2 separate regions of the Arabidopsis thaliana genome follow, and region 2 is linked to region 1. Evidence: chromatin contacts called from public capture Hi-C data. All regions are on one chromosome and are shown on one strand. Each heading gives the region's core, a stretch centred on a gene start, on an enhancer-like site or on the middle of the called end of the contact. The rest is flanking DNA. Distances are from core to core; before and after follow the strand shown.

The links. Capture Hi-C pulls out chosen DNA fragments and counts their contacts.
Region 2: a contact with region 1 is called in a capture Hi-C map of seedling, with 1.7 times the contacts expected there. The contact joins the promoter of BEL1 here to the promoter of AT5G41180 in region 1. A contact is called at or near these places in 1 of 26 Hi-C or Micro-C datasets (rosette leaf) and 1 of 3 other capture datasets (seedling).

The regions. Positions count from the first base shown.
Region 1 is chr5:16,482,424-16,485,123 of TAIR10.1, reverse strand. It overlaps AT5G41180 (leucine-rich repeat transmembrane protein kinase family protein), which reads right to left and starts at 1,364. Exons shown (of 13, transcript NM_123483.3): 1 at 983-1,364; 2 at 677-815; 3 at 514-585; 4 at 261-404; 5 at 51-182. The coding sequence starts at 1,079.
Region 2 is chr5:16,578,637-16,581,336 of TAIR10.1, reverse strand. It overlaps BEL1 (POX (plant homeobox) family protein), which reads right to left and starts at 1,401. Exons shown (of 4, transcript NM_123506.3): 1 at 56-1,401. The coding sequence starts at 913.

The DNA.
Region 1 (2,700 bases), core at 115-2,614:
AAACATTAAGTTTCCATCTTATGCTACCTTGGACTATTAGCTAAACTCACTTTTTTGATGTTTTCGCGGCAATAGGAATACTTCCTCGAAGCCTATTCCTGCCAATAAGAAGTTCTTTAAGGTGCTTCAAGTTTCCAATCTCTGGAGGTAACTTTCCTATTAAACCATTGGACTGAAGGTTTCTGTGGTGTTAAAGAGACACAAAATGGTTATCTCAGCACATTATCGGATAGATGACATTCTCTTAAAGATTTTCTTACATTGTCTTAATCCTTGACAATTTCCCGATCTCTGCTGGAATCGGTCCTGTCAAATGATTGTTTCCCAGGTCTAAGATCTTGAGTTTCTTTAACTTTCCTATCTCCTTTGGTATTGTCCCCATTAGAATGTTCCCACGCAGGATCCTAAAGAAGCATTCAACACAGAAAAAACAAAGTCATCTAAACATTTACAAACAGTACCAATCATCAAACTTATATCTTCAGGTATTGTCAATATGAATCAAAACCATACAGTTCTTGCAAGTAGGTTATTTGACCAAGTTCTGGCACAAGAAACCCTCTCATCGATGTCCCCGATATATTTCTGCAAGTTTCACAGCATGAAACAGATACCAAATCATCATCATACTAAACATAACTGATTTTACTGATAGAAAGAGATCAAAGTTTCCTACATCTTGATAATGTGATCCTTAGATGGAGAACATTTAATGCCATTCCAATCACAAGGACTCAAATTGGGGACATTCCAATTAGACATAACTAGCAATGGGTCCTTATAAATGGCTTCCTTGAATCTTCTAACTGCTTCAACTGAATACAAAACAGCAAAACATCAAATACTTCTAAATGATCAGTAACAAAACTAAAGTTTCTAACTTTCTAGATCAACTCAATGAGCAAGTGTTAACAGACAGAGGCTAAAAAGACTAAACTTTCTCAGCATCCAAAAATTGGAGAAAATGGAGAAATCAAAATACCTTCTTTAGAGGCAAACGCGTCACAGGAAACAAAGAGGAACCCTAGAACAAGACTCATAAGAGAAAGCTGCATCGTTGAAGATAAGTAAAGTCTCATTCTTTTTTCCTCCTTGCTCAAAGATTTCTTCAAATTCTAGCAAAACCCAGAATTTCTCACATTATAGTCATCACAAAAGACCAAATAATCTCCAGCCTCCAGCCTCCAGGAGACAATTAACAACAATGACAAGAGCTTAAAGAGCAAAGCAAGATTTAGCAGAAAAAGGAAAATGCTTTAATTAATAATATTACGGGTATTTAGCAAAAAAACCATTAAAGAAAAAGAAGTTTCTTAGTAAGTAACAGAGATGGTGACAAAAGAGAGAGACTTGGATTCAAAGACAGTTTTTTTTTTGTTGTTGTTCTATTCTAAACGGAGAAGAAGACATTTTGCTTTTCAATTTTGTCTTTTAGAAAAGAAAGATATCACTTTTATTTAAATATGTGTCCCTATAACTTTGACTAAAATTAAGATTATTCCACATTTAATTAGTAATAGATCCCAATTTTATGTAATGAAATTGTTTTATATTTCTTTCCCATCTAATGCATGTTCACACTTCACAGTAATATCTCTAATTGTAAGCCAGAAATAAATAAATTTATTTAACTGTAATGTGTATTTTGTATACAAGGAAAAATGTATCAACATGCATCTATCTGTGAAACATTTATAGTCAATATATAACCTGCTTAAAATGTGAAAGAAGACAAAATATTATTACATTAAATAAAAACAAAATATATACGTTTCCAATAAATTTTAAGTGTTGGATAAAAAAATGTTAGTGTTGTAGCTATGTCGTAATGTAGATTTCAATTTGATTTATGTCTATATTATGAATTATAGACGATATATATAATAATTAAAATATCATTTTAGACCATTAAACTATTTGAAAAATTTCCATATCACATTAACTCAACTGATGAAAGATTTAACGTTTTGTTTGTTTTTTGTCGGCGATTTCAACTTTGTTTAATAAAAGTCTAACTCATCATTCATTATAGAGGAAAAAAACAGATTTTCAAAAGTGGTTATATTCCTCATAGCCTCCTTTTTATTAATTAGAATTTACAATCATTGTTGGCAAACAAATAAAAGAAAGGTTAACACAAATCACAAGAATTATATTTTCTTCTTTATTTTATTTTTAATATTTTAATTATTATTTTTGCACCTTTTCTTAAACTTTATCATTTAGTTTAATAAAGTAAATTAGGATTGTTTGACAAAAAAAAAAGTAAATTAGGATTAGAATATATAAAAAAGGCCCTACTGTAACTACTCTAGATTTCTTTCTTATTTTTAAATATCACTATCTATTAAAAGTATATTTGTTATTTTTAATAACATGTAATATGCGGTTTTAATTATGTTACAACAATAACATTAACACAAATGAATAGACTATTTGTTACCAATTTATCACCAAATATTTGTAACTCTTTACTGTTTTAAATCTATGTAATGATTATGAAAATCATTTAGTTTAATAGTTGATCAAATGTTTATTTTCTTACAGTCAGTCTGGGATTCGATTTTGTTTCTAAATGAATTATTACAATATGTCTAAATGTTGTATCCAATTATATTTATTCCTGGTGATTCATAACATCGCTTATATATCAACAAAATTAAAGTATTCATATATTTTTAAAAAAATTGTGTGCAACAC
Region 2 (2,700 bases), core at 152-2,651, 96 kb before region 1:
AACTCATGTAAGTTTTGATAGTAGTAATGAAATAATTTCTTGAAAATATATATACCTCTTCGAGCATGGAGAGCAACTTGGCTTTTCTTTTCTGAAGTTCCATGAACTCAAGAGAGTGAAGTGGTGGAACATGTTTCTTTGAAGAAGTAGTCGCAGATTGGTCATGTTGATCATTGTTGCTGTGGTGACTTGTGTCCCACTCTTCTTGTTGTTTACCCTTTTGCTTCTTCTTATGCTTCATCATCATCACTTCTTCATCGCTTTCCTTTACTCCAAGACTGCAAAACTCACTCAGTAGCTCTTGAGCTGGACTCAAATACTTGGAACTCCCAATCTGAAACTGATGATGATTATGATGCTGATGATTGTTATTGTTGTTGTTTTGGTGGTGACTATTCATCATCATCATCATCATCTGCGTGTGTTGGAGATTCTGATGTTGTGTTGATTTATTACCGGAATACCCTTGTTGTTGTTGTTGTTGGGGTCTGAGTTCGAAAGATTGGAGACTGATGCTTGTAGGATTTGAAGAGGAGAGAGAAAGGGAAAGACCTTGGCTTGGTCTTTGTGGTGGTCTCTCATCATTTACTTCACTTGGGAAATCATTATTAACATTGCATAGTCTCATGGCAGATGAAGAATCTTCCAGAAGCTGATTCTGATCAGTACCACCACTTGTCTGATGATGATGATGATGATGATCCGAACCACTTGTCATCCTAATCTGTTGTTGCTTAGAGAAGTCTATCATCATACCCATGTTGGAGTTTGAGCCAAAGATCTGATGATTGTAATGATGATGATCGGTTGGGTTTTGGTTTGTCTCATCAAACCCTTGGATCTGATTAATCATTTGATGTTGTTGCTCTTGATGATGATGGTTATTGTGACCATAGAACTGATCTCTTGCCATGTCTCTCAAGAATTGAAAACCCAAAAAGAAGAGAAGAAAAAAGAAAACTCTTTTTGGGACAAAAACAGAAGTTTCATTAAGATCTACAAGAACCCATCTCCAAGAAAAAGTTAAAAAGAACCAATAAACAAAATAGAAAGGCAAATCTTCTCATACCATGAAAATTACAAAACTTTGTATCAGAACCAAGACAATAGAGATAGCTCCTAAAACCCTACAAGAAAGTAGTTTGCATAAAGATGTGAATTATTTTTCTTCTTATTCTTTAGGTGAAGAGGGAGAGAGAAGAGATTATAGGAGAAGATAGACGAAGAAGAATAAAAGAATTAAACAGAAGAGATATAACAGAGAGAGAGAGAAGAAAAGAGATTGTGTGGCTTCACCTCTCTCTTTGTTTTGTACTTTGACAAAATTTAATTTTTCTTTTAGTATGGGTCTGTAAATTGTACTACAGGCAAAAATAAAGAATTATAAAATGGTAAAATAAAATTAAACCTAGGAAGAGAAAAAATCAGATTGGTATCTCTTCAGAGATCAGAAGACAGGTGATCATGACCCTGCCATAGACTCTATAGCTAGCCATCAATGTTTTAATCTCTCTCTCTATATATATCTATATATATATATATATCACAAGTGGGTCAAAATGCTTTACAATTTTCAAAAGAAATATTAATATTCTTTTTATTTTATTTTTTCCCGCATATAAAATGCCTCACAATTATACATTTAATTTGTGTATTTTGGTATACGTAAGTCATAATGAAATAATGGTTTATATTTTTCTTCTTCTTTGACGTTGAATTATAAATTATTGGTCTGACCAAGAAAATACTACAGGTGTCTACCTCTATTCTTTATTTTCTTCGTTCAATTATTAAGAACCTGCTAATTCGAAAATTTAGTTTACAAAAAAAATCAAAAAGGATGGTACGTACGTACATTGGTCCAAACAGTTTAGAAAAAAAATTGATTGGATAGATAACAAATAATTAAACTGAACTAAAGAAAACAAAAATTAGAGATCCTTTGCCCGGTACACAAACTAATTATACAAGCCATCTTCATATGACATATCTCTACGTTGATTTAATTATTTATTAAACATAATTTAGTATTTAAATGTTCATATATATATATATATATGTATATATGTATTTAGTATTTTGATTTTTATTGCTGAATCCATACGTGTAATCTACGTGTATATGTATTTAGTATGTATGTAGATATGTATACAATATGTTATCTAAGAAAATGATATCAATTTTGGTGTTAGTGTCGTTTGCTAAGCTTATGTAGGCAAATTTTGTTATTAAATGAATATTTTTGGAACTACTTTTTTTTTTGGTGAAAATATTTTTTGGAACTACTTTTTAAACATTTTTATGAAGCATAGCGTATCTCAAGCAATATTTGAACATTGACGATGATTTTTAATTGAAAATAATAATATTCTAAATTTAGCCAACCAGTCACGTGAATGTACAAATTTAACTAGTATTTTGTACAAAAGGTGTCCCTTTCTATACATAAATAATCGTTATATATAATACATGTATGCCTCTGCGGCTCTGCCTATTTTGCTCCTAAAATATATTTTCTTTGTTAAAGAATTATTATCAGGTCTAATTTATAACAGAATTATTTGATGATAAATGAATTTTCAAACAAAGAAGAGAAGTTAAGTTAACTTAAAAAATGAATAACTGTGAAAAAGTTTTGCTCCTAAAATAGTTTTTTTTTTTTTTGGAGAATTAACATACCAATATATATATATATATGTT